Regions from separate parts of the Mus musculus genome. Here regions 1, 2, 3, 4 and 5 are each linked to region 6. Evidence: chromatin contacts called from public HiChIP or PLAC-seq, capture Hi-C and promoter capture Hi-C data. All regions are on one chromosome and are shown on one strand. Each heading gives the region's core, a stretch centred on a gene start, on an enhancer-like site or on the middle of the called end of the contact. The rest is flanking DNA. Distances are from core to core; before and after follow the strand shown. Region 1 holds the start of Gmppb (GDP-mannose pyrophosphorylase B). Region 2 holds the start of Ip6k1 (inositol hexaphosphate kinase 1). Region 3 holds the start of Uba7 (ubiquitin-like modifier activating enzyme 7). Region 4 holds the start of Bsn (bassoon). Region 5 overlaps Bsn (bassoon). Region 6 holds the start of Ccdc71 (coiled-coil domain containing 71).

What was found. Promoter capture Hi-C pulls out the DNA fragments that hold promoters and counts their contacts. HiChIP or PLAC-seq counts read pairs in DNA pulled down with a chosen protein or histone mark. Capture Hi-C pulls out chosen DNA fragments and counts their contacts.
Region 1: a contact with region 6 is called in a capture Hi-C map of macrophages, with 8 times the contacts expected there. The contact joins the promoter of Gmppb here to the promoter of Ccdc71 in region 6. A contact is called at or near these places in 3 of 115 datasets of contacts at active chromatin or transcription factors (bone marrow-derived macrophages, embryonic midbrain and memory CD8 T cells) and 3 of 9 other capture datasets (embryonic stem cells, liver and macrophages).
Region 2: an H3K4me3 HiChIP or PLAC-seq map of bone marrow-derived macrophages shows a contact between it and region 6, with 2.8 times the contacts expected there. The contact joins the promoter of Ip6k1 here to the promoter of Ccdc71 in region 6. A contact is called at or near these places in 5 of 39 promoter capture datasets (the SN4741 cell line, cranial neural crest, liver and 1 more), 1 of 15 datasets of contacts at CTCF or cohesin (the NIH/3T3 cell line), 1 of 484 Hi-C or Micro-C datasets (B cells), 5 of 115 datasets of contacts at active chromatin or transcription factors (bone marrow-derived macrophages, embryonic stem cells, memory CD8 T cells and 2 more) and 2 of 9 other capture datasets (liver and pancreatic islet).
Region 3: a contact with region 6 is called in a FOXA1 HiChIP or PLAC-seq map of pancreatic cancer cells. The contact joins the promoter of Uba7 here to the promoter of Ccdc71 in region 6. A contact is called at or near these places in 1 of 39 promoter capture datasets (pre-B cells), 5 of 115 datasets of contacts at active chromatin or transcription factors (bone marrow-derived macrophages, effector CD8 T cells, kidney and 2 more) and 2 of 9 other capture datasets (liver and macrophages).
Region 4: a contact with region 6 is called in a promoter capture Hi-C map of embryonic stem cells, with 2.8 times the contacts expected there. The contact joins the promoter of Bsn here to the promoter of Ccdc71 in region 6. A contact is called at or near these places in 5 of 39 promoter capture datasets (the C10 cell line, embryonic stem cells, liver and 1 more), 1 of 115 datasets of contacts at active chromatin or transcription factors (bone marrow-derived macrophages) and 2 of 9 other capture datasets (liver and pancreatic islet).
Region 5: a contact with region 6 is called in an H3K4me3 HiChIP or PLAC-seq map of bone marrow-derived macrophages, with 7 times the contacts expected there. The contact joins the enhancer-like site here to the promoter of Ccdc71 in region 6. A contact is called at or near these places in 3 of 39 promoter capture datasets (embryonic stem cells, hematopoietic stem and progenitor cells and liver), 3 of 115 datasets of contacts at active chromatin or transcription factors (bone marrow-derived macrophages, embryonic stem cells and pancreatic cancer cells) and 2 of 9 other capture datasets (liver and pancreatic islet).

The regions. Positions count from the first base shown.
Region 1 is chr9:108,047,986-108,050,685 of GRCm38.p6, reverse strand. It overlaps Gmppb (GDP-mannose pyrophosphorylase B), which reads right to left and starts at 1,422. Exons shown (of 9, transcript NM_177910.4): 1 at 1,041-1,422; 2 at 845-925; 3 at 709-757; 4 at 429-571; 5 at 77-235. The coding sequence starts at 1,169. It overlaps Ip6k1 (inositol hexaphosphate kinase 1), which reads right to left. Exons shown (of 6, transcript NM_013785.2): 6 at 1,904-2,700.
Region 2 is chr9:108,001,309-108,004,008 of GRCm38.p6, reverse strand. Ip6k1 (inositol hexaphosphate kinase 1) reads right to left here and starts at 1,361. Exons shown (of 6, transcript NM_013785.2): 1 at 1,187-1,361. 4930535L15Rik (RIKEN cDNA 4930535L15 gene) reads left to right here and starts at 1,590. Exons shown (of 4, transcript NR_166685.1): 1 at 1,590-1,733.
Region 3 is chr9:107,974,131-107,976,830 of GRCm38.p6, reverse strand. It overlaps Uba7 (ubiquitin-like modifier activating enzyme 7), which reads right to left and starts at 1,264. Exons shown (of 24, transcript NM_023738.4): 1 at 1,118-1,264; 2 at 866-1,034; 3 at 642-776; 4 at 419-525; 5 at 31-121. The coding sequence starts at 1,146.
Region 4 is chr9:108,189,083-108,191,782 of GRCm38.p6, reverse strand. Bsn (bassoon) reads left to right here and starts at 1,400. Exons shown (of 12, transcript NM_007567.2): 1 at 1,400-1,739. The coding sequence starts at 1,525.
Region 5 is chr9:108,162,467-108,165,166 of GRCm38.p6, reverse strand. All of the region lies in intron 1 of Bsn (bassoon), which reads left to right. Among named protein-coding and RNA genes, the nearest start is that of Bsn, 27 kb to the left of the region's middle. Within about 2 kb of position 1,351, at least 52 of the 459 cell types and tissues checked have an H3K27ac peak or open chromatin away from gene starts, as enhancers often do. A contact at or near this core is called in bone marrow-derived macrophages and hematopoietic stem and progenitor cells, where this site is marked.
Region 6 is chr9:108,459,187-108,461,886 of GRCm38.p6, reverse strand. Ccdc71 (coiled-coil domain containing 71) reads right to left here and starts at 1,334. Exons shown (of 2, transcript NM_133744.5): 1 at 1,270-1,334. It also overlaps a transcript of Klhdc8b not described here.

The sequences.
Region 1 (2,700 bases), core at 173-2,672, 410 kb after region 6:
GTGGGCAATTTGTGAGCAGGCCACACAGCAGAGGCCTGCTCCACCCCAGCCCGCCCAGCAGTTCTCTCCTACACACCTGGATGCGCTGCAGCACAGCAGGGCTCAGGATGTACATGCCTGCGTTGATCTTATTGGACACAAACACCTGTGGCTTCTCAACAAAACGGTGGATGCGGCCTGTGTCAGCCTCACATACCACCACACCATACTTGGAAGGCTCTTCCACCTTGGTAACCTGAATATAGAGGTGGAGGGTACCTTAGGCCTAGTCCAGTTTTCTTTACTCTTGATAAATATGCCTATCCCACATCTCAAAGGCTCTCCCCCAAAGACATTCTGCATAGCTTTGTAGCAAAACAGAGTTTAAGACCAGGGGTCAGGAAAGACTCCATGTGAGGGTGGGAATGTCAGAGGAAATCTTCTCTTACCAAGATGGAGCCCTCTTGGCCATGGTGCCGATGAAACTGCACCATGGCTTGGAAGGGGAAATCACATATCACATCACTGTTGAGAACGAAGAAAGGGTCGGCAGTCTCAGATAGTAGGTCTCGGGCCAACGCCAGAGGCCCAGCTAGAGAAGGGGACAAGTCATAAGTTACCACCTTGCTAGGGGCCTAGGTCCAGACTCCAGAGGCCCCACCCATCCGCCCAGATTGGATACCTCTTTGCTGGCCCTAAAGTTTGCCCAAGGGCCTTCCTTATACTGACCTGTCCCCAAAGGCTCCTCTTCATGAGACATAGAGATTCGGATTCCAAGCTGGAAAGAAGAAGCCATCTGGTTATGTTCCTCCTCCAATGGTAAGAGCCCCAGGGACCTAAAGAAAGGGCTAAGTCCATGCCTCACCCTTTGCTCTTGTGCCTTCATTTCCTTCTCCAACATCTGTGACATGTAGCTCACTGCCAGGATCACGTGGTCCACACCTGCCTGTCAGACACAATAAGGTGTGCTAGTTGACTGGCTCAGTCACAAGGTATGACCACCCCTGGCCTCCCAGTCACTATCCATCCCTCTTCCCGCCATAACAGACCCACGGCCTTACCGCAGCAAGCGCCTCCACTTGATGCAGCAAGATGGGCTTATTGCAGAAGTCCACCAATGGCTTCGGAGTGCTCAACGTCAGCGGCCGCAACCGTGTCCCATACCCTCCCACCAAGATCAGTGCCTTCATGGCGTCTGCAGATGTTAGAAGTGGATCTATCGGTCCAAAGTACTTACAGGCCGCCTGACCGACCCCTGCCGCGCACTCCCAACGCCGTGCCCTGACCTGCACGTTTCACCAACTAGACTGACCAACTCTGGTGTCACCTCGCCCCCCTGCTCTACCCTGATGTGGGGTCCAGGATCAGCCAGAACAGAAGACGAGGAACTGGTTGGAGACCGGCTGGTCCGGAGTTCCGGCCGGAGGCGGCGCAGCCAGTGACGTAACAGGGAGAGCCAATCTACGTGGCAGGGCCGCCCGCAGCCGAGCGTCAGACTTTACGCTGCGGCGGACGTAGCCAATTAGATTTCCAACGCCCTGGGCTGCCATGGGGACCCGGAGAACTCGCGAGTCAGATGCCCATTGGCGGATCTAAAGGCGGAACCGAAAGAGGAGGCTTAGCTTCCTATCGGAACCCAGTCCGCCACGCGGCAGCTGCCATCTGCCCCGCCCCGCCCCGCCCCGCCCCGCCGACGCCGCCTACCCCCCCAAAGGCCACTCCAGGTTCGCCCTGATGACCCCGCCCCTCAACACTTGCTCTGACCCCTATATCCAACCCCTCCCGTGCTGCCTCCCCCGACCCCCCACCCCCAGTGTCAGCACTGTCCCGCTGCACCTGTCCCGACCCAGCTCAGCCCGATCCCTAGACTAGCCATGTCGGCCCAACCGGAGGCGATGAAGTTTTCACACAGACTTGGACAGAGTTCAGTTTCTAGAGGCTTTATTTTGACGTATACGACCAGACACAAGCGGGCGGATAGCGCTGGGTGTACAGAAAAGGGCCGGCTTGGGCCAAGCACTCCTCTCCACCACACAGAAGACCTGGGGAAAATGCAAGCGCGCCTAAGCGCCAGTGGAGCCACGTATGCATCCAGGCGCAGGTCTTAGGGTGTGTAGCTTCCAGGAAAGAGGAGCAGATAACAATTTCCAGAATTCCAAGTCTTACATTTCCTCCACAGAAGCAAAGGAAATTTCCCCAGGTTCTCCTTTTTCCTCGTTAAAATGTAGTTTTTAAAATGAGCACACACACACAACCAACTTATATAGCTGTAAAGTTCAAAGCAGTTTGCATCTAGGGAACGTGCACGTGGCCAGATGTGAGCGAATGAGCAGCGGATACTGAACGGATACTGTCCGAGCCCAGGTCCCTTGCCCCTAGGAGAGAATGAATCCCCACACCACTGCACGGCCCACAGCTGAGAGGGGTAGAATCCCAGGCAAGGACATTGCTCTACTGGTCCCTTCCTCTTCCAGCAGCACCCATCCCATTTCACTCCCACCCATCTCCCCGGGCTGGTATGGGCTTGGCCCGGGAAATACAATGGAAAGGGGTAATGTGAGCTCCCAACCCATGATCCCTAGTTGCACTTTGGTCCCAAATTGATGATTGGGAAGGCAGGACCTGTCAGGAAAAAGACAGGGCTCTAGCCTGGGACAGGCAGAAGAGCAGTGGTAAAAGTGTTCGCACACACTTGCCACCACCTATCAGATAACAGAGCTG
Region 2 (2,700 bases), core at 112-2,611, 460 kb after region 6:
TTCAGCCCAGTCTCCCAAAGGTATCATCTCCAGCCCAGGGTGCTGGTTTCTCCCAAAATTAAACGTTCAGAGGAGGCATGATCCTAACAGACATTACGAGCACACCTCCTGCTTGGCCTCCTTAATCGTCTTTTGTGGGTTTCATATGACGACAACATACAAGACACCTGTGTGGCGAACCTAAGGGACCCTGGGTAAAAATGTGATTTACAGCAGCCAGGACCCTTTCTAGAGCTGCATACTCTTTTGGGGATTGCCAGCCCCGCCTCCATCTTGACTCTAAGCTTGACTCGCTGTTTTCATCAAGCATCAACAGCTTTCAGCTCTGCTTTTGTCTGCAGACAGGGTCTTGCTAGGTAGCTCTGCCTGGCCCGCCCGCAACCCATGGCAATCCTCCTCCTTCAGCCTAGTGCATGAGCTCCCATACCCTAGTTCAGTTTTTGTTTTTAATAGTCCCAACACTCCTACGTCTCCTAACGGACTGTCTCTTTAAGAGACAAAATTAATCAAATCATCATCATCCTTATCCTCCTAAACCACATACTCCAAGTCGAGCACCAAACAACTTATACCCCAAATAAAACTCTGCCACTGTGGACATTTAGCTAGGTTCTTCAAGAAGCAGTAAACAGTGAGCCCTGAAGAGCACGGAAGACGCCGAGGGATCTCGGTGATGCCAGGCAGAGGATCATAGCCCTACCAAAAGCACAGGGCCCCGATACCACCCTCCTTGGCTCAGAAGGCATTTTAGGCCTGTTTCGTCTCATCTTAGTCTCAAGCGGCCTGAAAATTTACTCGCAGGAGTATGAAATCTTAAGAGCGACGTAACGTTTATCGCTGATTTGGAGGAACGTTACGGCCGGGAGAACGAGCTGGCAGCAACCACGTCTCAGCACGCCGGCTCTCAGGCACCCAGGGATTCGGTCTGAAAGGCAGGTTTCCCGGTACCCCGCCGGCCGGTCCCAGGGCTCAGGGCTCTCCGACCTCCACCCGGGCTGCCCACCCAGCCTCCGTGTCAACATCTGGGAGGCTCGGCGGAAGGCCAACCAGGATGCTGGAATGATGTTCCAGTGATGCTCGCCCCAAGTCCCGACCCTACCTACGCGCGCCAGCAACAACCCCGCGCCCGCCGCCACCCTCGCCGTGGGTGTCGGGCGGGTCTTTTGGCCCGACTCCTGTCACTCACCGGCCCGACTCGGGCAGCGGGCGCCCAAGGCTCCCCACGGGAGCTGGGCCCCCCGGGCCTCCAGGTCTCGGCCCGCCCCCCTGGCAGGCGGCGCTGGTGGCTGAGCCCCGCAGCAGCGGCCCCTCACCGGCCGCTCGGTCCAGCTCCTGGCGCTGCCCACTGGGTACGGATCAACAACAAGATGGCGGCCAGCCGAGGGGGCGGGGGCCGGGCGTCATAGTAACCAAGGACAGCAAAGAACCCGCCCCTAACTGAGGTTATCTCCAATCAATAGCCTCTTCTTGGGACGCCTGAAGGAGTTCTTCGCGTTGATTCGTCAACTGTTCCGTCAGTCAGGGCGTGCCTCTCGTGCAGAATGCCTGGGGCACGTGACTGTGACGGCAGGAATTGACGCATGCGCGCCATTCTCAGGTTTGCTAGCAGTGGAGCTTTTAGCAGCGATGGGGGTGATGCTGGAGAGCCCTTCGTTTTCTCACCTGCGCAATCGTTTCGGTTTTGAGCTGGCAGCGTTTATCATCCTCTCGCACACACTTAGGGAATGTCATAGGTACGGTATTTGCTTTGTCCCCTGCCTCTGTGCTTGGGATCGTCCCTAGTTAACTGGTGAGGAAACTGAGGCGCAGAAAAGAGCCTGAGCCAAGGTCACACAGTCTTAGGAAGTGGTGGCGATGGGTCCTTCTACTCTTCTAGCTCCGGAGTTAGTGTTTTCTAAGCGTCTCCCAGCGTTGTCTCTCACCAGTCCCGAGGCACAGCCGTCTGTGCTACCTCTTCGATTTCGGCTTCCCCTTTCCCCGGCTTATTTTGCATAAGAATTCAATCTGCAACCAGCTCAAGTCTCAGCACATAGTGATCGCTCTTATTTGCCTCAGAGCACCGTTAAGTTCCTGTGACACAGTGTCTTTTTGCCCTTGGCTATCATGATCTATCTCCAAGGCAAACTATGAGTCCGAAAATGACCATCCCTTGTTCTCCATAAGTAGACACCTAACCCGGGGCTTTTGGCTTCAAGGTTAGGATACATCACAGCACCTGGTCCCACACCAAAACGCCCTAACTCTGAGAACTTTGAGCTTTAGCTTCTCTTTAGTTGCTCTGTCTATAAAATGAAGATGAACAAGAAACAGACTTAATAAGCTCTTAGAGTAAGCCAAGTACTCAGGAAAAAACACTTATAGCCGCTCAGGCTGCTGAAACTGAAGTCTCTAACACTCTTCTTTTGATAGACACCCCATTAAGAGAGATGGTTCAGTGGTTAAGAGTACTTGCTGTTCTCACAGAGAACCTGGGTTCTGTTCCTAGCACCCACATCACCCAGCTCAAAGCTTTATGGGGGGTCTAACACCCTCTTCATGGGCACCAGCACACATGTGGCATATATTCATACAGACACACATACATATAAAACTAATTTTTAGAGTTTTTCTTAGGCAGAGCATGGCAGTATACACCTTCAATCTCTTGAGGGGCAGAAGCAAGCCAATCTCTTGACTTTGAGGATAGCCTGGTCTACATAG
Region 3 (2,700 bases), core at 15-2,514, 480 kb after region 6:
TCAGGGAAACCTCTACATCTGAGCACCCACCTGAGAGATGTCCTGGATGGCAGCTGTCATGGGTTCTACCTCAGTAGGGTCCAAAACTGTGAAGTCCTCACCAAAGTCACAGAATAACCGCCTAGTGTGGGTGGCGGAAGTTACTGAGGAAGCTCATTAGTTGTGAGTAGGGGGCACTAGGACAGGCCCAAAGGGGAAGGAATTATAGGAAAGCTGTGGAGACTTTGGTTTGGGCATGCAGGGTGCACTAAAGCAGGTCTGCATGCTGAGGTGGAGAAACAAGGGCAAGACTGTAGTCCAGAGCATCCTTGTAAGCTCTAGGCTGAGTCGGGGAGGATGGGGCAAGCTAAGGGCTGGGCAAGGCATTAGGACCAATTGCTGGCAGTGATGTGGTGGGGTACACAGGTAGTCTCCTCACCCCACAAGGCCCCGGGTTTCAGCCATCAGGAAGCGGACTCCATGCTTGTGACACAAAGGTCCCACCTTCAGCTGGTCTTCCAGCTTGGAGTCAGTCAGCACCACTACCTAGATGGACACCGTGATTGATCAGCAGGCCCGGAATCACTCGCCACCTTCTCTCTGCCGTTAAGGGCAGGAGGGAGGTACTAGGCTAGCATGCAAAGTGGCTCTGGGGAAAGCACCTGAAAACCCTGCAGTAGGTCCTCAGTGATGTCGCCACTGTGGACGGAGATCTGGACAGCTTCATTGAGCTGAGCCAATTGCGCCTGAGAGGCCTCAGCCCTGTTCCTTCCCAAGCTCTCTTCTGAAAGGAAACACTAAGGACAGCTCAGTGCAGCTTGATCAAGGAGACTCCCCTTTGGCCTCTGCTCTGGGAGGCAGCATAGAGACCCCCAAGAACTCTTACCTGAGCAGCCAAGTCAGCCCAGCAGGTGGGATGGGGATCATGCAGGGTGAGGCTGCCCACACCTGTAAGGACTAGGTTCTTGGCCACCTCAGCTCCCAGACCCTGCAGGCCACATAGCAAGACTTTGGCTTCCTGGATCCTCTGCATAGCAGGCAGGCCCAGTACATACCTGTGGTTAAGAAGAAGGAGGTGGCAGCTGGGGACCAAAGGTCTGGAAGCCACCCGACTTGGTTATCCCACCTTGAGACTTACAGCTGCCTGGAGTATAACTCTTCATCCATCCTCAGTCGTGGGGCTGGAGAGGAGGCTGTAGGGCTCACAGGAGGGGGCAAGGAAAACAAGGCAAACAGGCCCCAAAGCGCTGGTTGCTGCTGGTTACAGCTCTCTTTCTGCTTCCTCTATGATTTCAGGAAACCAAAAGTGAAACTAGACTGAGTTGGTTCCTGGTCCTCCCAGTGAATGAGGACAGATATCAGTGCTCTGCAGGCCAACTGGGGTTTATCGCTTGGATAAGTCCCAGTGTTACAAGAGGCCAGTGACTCTCTGAGTCAGACCTGAGAAATGAGAAGCTCAGGCAGCCACAAAATGAAGACATGTGTCACATATATATTTTAAACTTTTGTTTTGAAATAACTGTAGACTCACAATAAGTTGTGAAAATAACACAGGGTGTTGCTGTGTTCATGCGTATTTGTGGGTGTGTTTTCCATCACCATATATTAATTACACATAATAATGTGCTTCGTTATGGCACTTTTATACGTGTACATTTTGATCATATTCATCTGTTAGCTTCTCTATCCTCCTCCCACTCTTGCTGTTCCTCTTGGTGACTTGGTGAGTTTTGCAGACGTTTCATACAAGAGGATGGGCGAGAGGTTATTTATGGAAGCCAGGGGCACCTTATCAGTGGTTACAGAACTAAAGAAAATGTCTCACCCTCCTGGAGGGGCGAGGCCTCATGAGTCCCTGTTCCTCCCATGATAGGATGCTTCACAAGCCCAAATTTTGTACAGATCTTGTGCAGGTCACAACTACTGTGAGTTCAAGAGCACAACAGCCATTTGTGGCCAGAAGATCATGTTCTGCAAAGACTCCATCCTCCACTTCTAAAGCTATCGCGTCCTGTTTTTCATGGCGTTCCCTGAGCCTTGGCTAGAGCAGATCGAGATGTTCCTTTAGGGCTGAACATTCAGGTCACTTCTCTACACACTGACCGGTTATGAGTCCCTGCAGGCACCACTGCCCTCCACAAAAGGAAGCCTCTCTGATAAAAGCCCACAGTGGCCCCGCGCTAAGGTCACTAACATGACTGTCATTCTACCATGAGGGCCTATGACCTACCCAATCACTGTTTTTTTTTTTTTTTTTTTTTTTTTTTTTTGGATCAGGTTTATAATACCAGACATGAATTCTCTCCCTCCTGTGGAGTGGGCTCAGTTCCAATAAGAAAGTAGTTGCTGTCACCACAGCAGGCTCGAAGGCACTAGATCCATCTTGCTACTGTTTGTTTGTTTTTGTTGTTTTTGTTTTTTTAAAGACAAGGTTTCTCTGTGTAAACCAAGCTGTCCTCGAACTCAGACATTCCCCTGCCTTTGCCTCTGAGTGCTGGCATTAAAGACACGCACCATCACCAGCCAGTTGAGTTGTTTGTTTGCTTGCTTTGTCTTTATAAAAGTCTCATCATGTAGCTCTGGCTCTGGTCTGGAACTTGCTATGCAGACCAGGTTGAAATCATAAACAGGGCTTGTCTGTGTTTGAGTGCCAGAGTTAAAGGTGCGAGCCGCTACTCCCAGCCTTGATGCTTTTATTTTATTTTTTATGATTACAGCAAG
Region 4 (2,700 bases), core at 151-2,650, 270 kb after region 6:
CGAGAAAGTTTACTAAGGTCTCAGGCTAATGAGGGAAATTTACAACCCTCTGGACAGTCCCCGAGGGCCACAGCAGAAGGCCACCAATAACTTCTCTTCTCTGGCCCCAATTTCACCTGACTCTGTACACCCTCTCTCCCTTGGGTGCTTCCCGAGACTCTGGGTCTATGGGACTCAGCCTCAGTATGAATCCCAGACGATGCTCACTACTATTTGGTTTTCCCCACAGCAATATCCAGCCCCTGACGGTCTGGCCCCAACATCTCAATCACTTTACACCTCTGAACAGACTCCCATTCATCTGCATCCTGCAAGTCTCTCACAGAGCCTGTTCTATGCTTTACCTACCAGGACAGCCTCCTGCTATATCTCACAATAGCTTGCCCCAGAACATGCTATATAGATAAGCCTGAAGTCTCACAGAGATCTGCCTGCCTCTGCTCCCACGCGCTCGGAAGAAAGGTGTGTACCACGATGTATGGTCCTTATGGATAGAAAGTGCCAGATTTCAGGCCGTGGACAGCGCTATGCCACCTTGTGGCATTTTCCCCTGCCTTTTCTTTTTGTCTATTTCTCTTTTTCCTTTCCCTCTCTCCCTCTTTCTTCTCTCTCCCTTTTTAAAAATCATGTCATTTGTTTGTTTGTTTGTTTGTTTGTTTAAGGCAGCATTTCTCAGTGTAGTTTGGTTCTCCTGGAACTTTCTCTCAGAGCGGGATGGCCTCGAACTCAGAGATCCTCCTGCTTCTGCCTCTCAAATCCTGGGATTAAAGGCGTGTGCCATTAAGTCCGGCTGCAATAAAAGTTCTTAACTGCTAATTCATCTCTCTAGACTATACTTTAACGGAAGACATTTTTATTTGTGTATGTGTATAGCTGACGGAATGGGAGGATGTGGAGAGCAGAAGACAACGTGGAAGTCGGTTCTTTCCTTTCACCATGTGGGCTCCTAACTCACAGCATCAAACTTGGAGCAAGCATCTTTACCTATTGGTCCCTTTTGCTGGCCCGGTTTTTTTTCTTTTAAAATGGTTTGGTGTAGGCTGGCCTCGAACTCACTACGTAACTAAGGATGACCTTGATTTTCCTGCCTCAATCTCCTATTGACTGGCATTACAGACGTAGGCCACCACTCAAGGCTCTTAGTCGCTTCTAAGGTCTAGTGAACCTCCAAAGTGGTCCAGCAGATTGCAGCCAGCCACCCGAGGCCGCCGGCCTTCATTCAACACCCGCCGGCCGCGTTGGCTGCGGAGGGCGCATGCGCGGGTTCCGGAGGCCTTTTCCCGGCGACCCCGAGGCTGGTGCGTGGACACGAGTCTTCGCGGGCTGGCGTGAGCGCGCGCGGGGAGGGGGGGGGGCGTGTGCAGGGCAGGAGCGCGCGCGACGCGCATGCGCAGCAGCAGGCGGCTGTGCGAGCCGAGCTGGGAGATGGCGGCAGCTGCGGTGGAGCGGAGAGTGTGAGCGCCGCCCGGGAGCCGCCGGCCCGGGCGCAGTGCGACCCCGACCCCGCCCGCCCGCCTGCCCACCATGGGCAACGAGGCCAGCCTGGAGGGCGGCGCGGGCGAAGGGCCGCTGCCGCCCGGAGGCTCTGGTCTGGGTCCGGGCCCCGGAGCAGGGAAGCCGCCTTCAGCACTAGCTGGCGGCGGACAGCTCCCCGTGGCTGGCGCTGCGCGAGCGGCGGGACCCCCGACCCCTGGTCTCGGTCCGGTCCCCGGCCCTGGCCCCGGCCCCGGCCCGGGCAGGTAAGAGCGCGCGTCTGGGCTCCTGGGGGGCAGGGAGCTGTGGTCCGAATCTGGGGCCGGGGCCTGGAATCCCACGATCTAGTGGACAGCAGGTTCGGGTCTGCCTGCACTGCGAATCCTGCCAGATTGGCGTGAGCTGGGTGGTCAAGGTGGGCAACCCTAGGTTCTCCAGCCGCCCCGCCTTGACAGGACAGGATGGTGAGTACAGGGTTAGTCAGGGCCTGCAGACCGTGACTTCGTCACAATCCCCCAATTCTCTTCCCCATAGCGCAGGGGCCCAACAGCTCAGGAGGGGCTTATGTAACCTTAGTCTGGTCCCTCTGCACAGGGGAGCAATGGGATGGAAGACATCCTCCCTGTCTGCCAGCGTCTGCATATGTCCATTGTGTTGGGTCGAGAAAGAGCACAATGGGAGTGGCTGTCAGGGAAGATAAGTGTCACTGCTAGGAATAGGGAAAGATGGGAATAGTTGAGCCATGAACTTGGTCCTTTGCTTTCCTCAAGCATTTCGTGCCTGTCACTGTCTCTGAGGAAAGGAAAATTGCCCACCGGATACTATCAGGCCCTATAATACTCGCGGTCATGTGCTTTCGTCAAGGGTTTGTGAACACTTTCAGGTGAGGCAGAAAACGCTATTGAATTACCTCCCACCAGATATGAACTCATGGCTTAATGATTTAGCTCAACACCTCCGGCCAGTGGGAAAGCCAAAATCCACATAGACTGGTTTAAACCAAATAGATCTGGCCAAATATTTTTGAGCCCAGCTTGTTTCAGGGTTTGCCAAACCCAGATTCTGCAAAAACAAGTGGCATGGAAGGCGGAGGATGTGAATGTTGGCCTGTGTCAGCCGACTCAAGACTACCAAGAGATGACAGGGTAAAACGGAAGGCGTTATTTTTACACCAGTTGGGCCTGGGGAGTATCGTCCCCCTTGGGGGGAGGTGTTTCTATCTCCATT
Region 5 (2,700 bases), core at 102-2,601, 300 kb after region 6:
AGTTCAAGGAGAATCTGGCCTAGATGTGAGTTCTAGGCCAACCAGAGACAGAGAGCAAGGCTTCATCTCAACAACAACAAAAAATCTTCAACCTGTTTGGTTTTTTTTTTGTTGTTGTTTTTTGGGTTTTTTTCTTTGCATCTAAAAATGTCTCTCGTGGATAATACTTGTATCTCTTTTTCTCAATCAAGTTTGATGATCTCTGACTTTGGATAAGATCATGTAATCTAATTCCTGATATGGTTGGATTTGCAGTGCATTTTGCCTTTTGCTTTTTATGTGTCTCAAGCTTTCTTATCTATTTCTTCCACTTTTATTGCCTCACTTTGTATTAAGTGGACATTTTCTAGTATAACATTGTAATTGCATGTTTTTAAATTATTTAGGGTTTACAATCTACGTCTTATTATTTTAGAATCTATTTCAGGCCAGGCATGGTGGCACACACCTTTAGTTCCAGACCTTGGGAGGCAGAGGCAGGTGGATCTCTGTGAGTCTGAGGCCAGCCTGGTCTACAGAGTGAGTTCCAAGACAGCCAGGGCTACACGATGAGACCCTGTTTTGAATAAGTACACAAACAAAAAACCCTCTACTTCAGACTTAATTTGTTTTTGAGATAGAGTCTCACTATATAGCTTCAGCCAGCCTGGAACTGCTAGATAGACTAGGCTGGCCTTGAATTTACAGATATCCAACTGCCTCTGACTCCCAAGTGCTGGGATTAAAGGTGTATGCCACCTAGCCAGACCCAGGATCTACTTCAGATTTATGCTAATTTCATTTTAGTGATGTGGACTAAGGATGTGGCTCAGTGTTAGTTCTTGTCTACTGTGTGTAAGGCCTTGGGTTTGATCCCGCACCGAGAAAAACGTTGAGAGTAGACACTTGGCTCCATACCCACCTGCGTTCTTCCCGTGTTACGCTATTATTGTTCTGTATCATGTTACAAATGGAAAACACATCATAATTATAAAGTTATAGCTGTCACTTTATATTGTGCTGCAGACAACCTCGTATGTTCTCCTTTACACGCTAAGAGATAAAGGGCAGCAGGCAGGCACACACTCGGGAGGTTGTATAACGGCCTTTCCATCGCTGTCTCTACTCCCCACTGTTTCCCGTGGCTTGTTTCCCTTTTGTCTACTGTGCCTTTGGTATTTCAATATGTTGCATATAATTCTGTCTAGATTCTACTATCCTGACATATATAAGTGTTTTATCTTACTCGATTGTTTCCCAAATCAGTTAAGAAAGTGAAAGGCCTTTGTGGTCACACGTTCTCCTGCACACTGTGGCTCCCTCAGGCTTTTGTGTGCAGACTAGACTGACTGCTGGTGTCCTTTGCTTTCGGTCTCTCCCTTTGTGGTTTCTTGTAAGGCGATCTGTGATCGCAGTTATGTTCTTCCTGCTAAGTCTTAGGTTCTGCCTTCTTGTTAATCTTGTTAATCAGATAACGGTTTCATTTTGACTTCATTAACAATTATCCTTTTCCCTACAGATTTTTTTTTCGAGACAGGGTTTCTCCGTGTAGCCCTGGCTGTCCTGGAACTCACTCTCTAGACCAGGCTGGCCTCAAACTTAGAAATCTGCCTGCCTCTGCCTCCCAAGTGCTGGGATTAAAGGCTTGAGCCACTATGCCCGGCTTTCCTACAGATTTTTAAGCTTACTTGATGTATTTATTTATTTTTAAATATTTTATTCTTAATAATGTGTAAACAAACATATTTGTGTGTGTGTGTGTGGGGGGGGTGTTCTGTGTGAAGACAGGAGCCTGCAAAGGCCACAGGTGTCTGATCCTTTGGAGCTGAAGTTACAGTAGTTGTGAGCTGAGCTCCCCAGCCTGGGTCCCAGGAAGTGACCTTGGGTCCCTGCAAGAATAGTATGTTCTCTTAGCTGCTGGAACATCTCTCCAGTCCTATTATTTTTAAATCAGGATCCTATATTGCCCTGGCTGGCCTGGAACTTGCTATGTAATCCAGGCTGGCTTGGAACTCCCAGAAATCTGCCTTCCTGTACCTCCTGAGTGCCGGGATTAAAGGTATGCGCCACAACGCTCAGCTGTCTGTGTGTTTGTTATTTGAGATATCATTGACCCCATCCAGCCCTGATGGGTCAGGACTATAGTCCCAGATACTTGGGACTCCGAAGGCAGGAGGATCTCAAGTTCAGGGCCTGCCTGAGCCATAGAGTTGGTTTAAGGGCAGCCTGAGCAACTTAAAGAGAATCCTTTTTGATCCTAAGTAAAAAGGAAGGGCCAGAATGAATTTCAGTTGATGGAACACTTGCAGAGTGTATTAACTACTTTTCTGCTGCTGTGATAAACACCATGACCAGAAGCAACATAGGGAGAAGGGGGCTTATTTCTGCTTACATTTCCAGTCTATCACTGAGAGAAGTCAGAAACTGAAGTAGAAATCATGGAGAAATGCTGCTTACTGGCTCCCTCCCTGGTATCTGACCAACTGGTTTTCTCTTTATTTCTCTTTATTATTTTTGAGTATGTGTATGCTTGTGTATCTGTGTGTGCGTGTGAATGCAGATCACTATGGAATCCAGAGGAGAACACTGTATCATCTGAAGCTGGAGTTAACAGGTGTTTGTGAGGTGTGTGCTGTAGATCTCTTACAGGACCTCTGTAAGAACAGAATGTACCCTTAACCTCCATCTCTCAGCCCCTTGCCGACTTTTGTACACAGATTA
Region 6 (2,700 bases), core at 85-2,584:
ACCCCACCACTGTTCATCCAACTGCCAACGTTCCAGTGCAGGGGGTGGCTCATCTCCTTACCAGAGTCTATAGACAGGATACTCAGTGACCTGATTCCTAGCTCTAGTCTTGGAGTTCAAACCCAATATAAGACACAGACCCGCCCAAAAAAAAAAGACAGTTGCAAACATCTCTAAGGCAAGCAAGAGACCAGGCAACGAGACCAAGGAGTTCAAGGTTTGACGACAAAGGACAGGGAAAGATTCCAACTAGGAAGGTAGGCCAAGCCGTAGCGCTTAAAAGGCAACAGACCTTAGATGTTAGTGGTCCCAACAGATGCAGCTGTCTGGGACCACTCAAATCGTCCTATGCTTCCTTAAGGAAGCCATGGCTGTCACTCAGAAGTTACACCCAGCACTCCAACGCAGCATCTGAGGGCTTCCCGAGTCAAAAGGTAAATTCCCCAGCTGCACCGGAGCGTTAAAAGATCAGCTGGGATGAGACAGGTCCCTGGAGTCTAGGAGCCCGTCTGTGCCGCCGCTCTGCACAGCTCTAATGAAGCAGACACACAGTCCTCAGACTCCCCGGAGAAAGTGCCCTGGGGCTCTTTGTTTGGAAACATTCTTGGATCCTCAGGTGTCTGAGGCACTTCCCCTCCCCAGAGGATGCTCTTCAAGTACAATCCAAGTTAATGCTTTCATTTATTTATTTATTTATTTATTTATGTTTTGAATGGGTGGGCTATGAACTGTAGGACAGAGGGGGACGACCTACCTCCCACCCCAAACCTCCGGCGCTCATATTACGGGGCGGGGACCAAGGGGCTCTTTGCCTAGGTCATTCTGAGCCCATGGGAGGGAGGGTGCTTCTTGGCTCTCAAGAAGCTTTGTAAACAGAGGCTGCAGCCAGGCTGACTTTTGCCTTCACACATTCCTTTGGGGCCAGCACAGGAAGTTGACAGAAGACTGGGGGCGGGCATACTAATCGGGCGGACTGGGATCAGGGGCAGATCGGGGCCCTCAGGCGGGGAGACCGAGGCCCCGGGGCCTGAACGGCGACGGGGAGTCGGGGTTACGGCGGCGGCGAAATGTGTAAGGTGGGCAGTGGTCGCCCGACAGGATCCTCAGAACCCCCAGGGTGGGGTCCTGGGTAGGGGTGGGGTGTCTCGGCCAAGCCCTGGGAAAATGAGGATCCCGGAAGGGCCGGCCACCCAGTCCCTTCGCCCTGCCGCCCTGTGGCCTCATGGGCAGCCACTCCGCACCACCGCTAGGCCCGCGGCTCCAACCTACCGGCGCCGCCGCGGGGACCCAGGACGCACCTCTGCGCCGCCTCCGCCGCTCCAACATGGCCGCCTGCTGCGCGCCGGAAGTACACCGTGCTTCCGCTTCCGGGATCTAGCCCGCCTGGTGACCCTTGACCCCTAGAACTCTCCCCTCCCCCCCCAAGTCTGGGGGCGGAGCAGGTTGAGTACTTCGGAGGGCTGCCTGGAGGGGGTGGCCTCGGAGGTGACAAGTCCAAACCTATCTGATCCAGTATGGGAGCCTGTGCACATAGAAGGCAAAAGTCACAGGATCCCAGTCAGGATTGGACTAAGGACCACTTTTCTAAAATGTCCTGGTAATATAGGAGTCAAAGTGACTCCTGGCAAGCTCTATGCTATTCTACACCCCAGGACCTTACTCTTTCTCTGGCACCTGATCAGAAGAGAGTGTGCCTGACAGGGATTATCTCAGGAAAGTCCCCTTGTTTCACCACACAAGTACTTCCTGAAAGAGTAGCAGGCGCTCCTCTCCTGAGAATGGGCTTAACCCTGGCACACTGCATGAAAAGCTGGTATATACATGTAGGCACAAGTAATACACAGCAGCCTGGGGCTGTAGATGGCCAGTCTGTAAGTCACAGTACATCAATGTGGGCCTGAATATACTTGCTCAGGTATGTATACACAGTGGAGTGCCAAGATCTGGCTCAGCCAAAGCACCTCGAATGGCACAAAGTAACACTTTTCAGTCGTTACAGTGCCCAGAATCCGTTGGCTCTGTTGGCAAAGAGATTGCAAACTCAGTCCTACCTATGTCCTGTAGACAACACAAGATGGTTAGTTACAGAGCCCTCTCCTCAGCAGTATTTGAGGACACAGGTTAAAACTAACTCTAGGAATCTGAGACCTCAGATGAACAGTCAGCATATTTTCCAAACCTTGTCCTTTTTGGAGACAGTGTATCCCTACATAGCCCTGGATTCCTGGGATCAAAGGTGGCATGTGCTGCCATGCCTGGCTTCACAGCTTTAAGGAAAGGACCCCCTTGTCAGATGCTTCCTAGTCCAGTTTAGGAGGCATCAGGAAAGCTTTGGTTTCATGGATGAGGGAGTGAAGGCATCTGGACCTGTCTAAGAGTTTGGGGTAGGTAGACAAGGGTGTTTGAAGTGCTTCATGTGGGAGCTGGATACTAGCCTTCTTCCTCTTTTGTACGACTGAAAGATCCTTAGCTGTTCTGTGTTTCCCAGCCTATGTAGAGGGATCTGTCATCTTTAAAGATAAGTATCAACCACCCATCAATACCCAAGGCCTCACTTGATGCCTGTTTACTTCTCAGAGCTTTGGCACCGACAGGAGACTCCTGACAGTTTCTGGGTAGCCAAGTACCCAAGAGGAACCACAAAATCTGCGGGCAGTCTGGGGTCAGTACCTCCAGTCATTTCTCTTGGTAGAGAAAAAG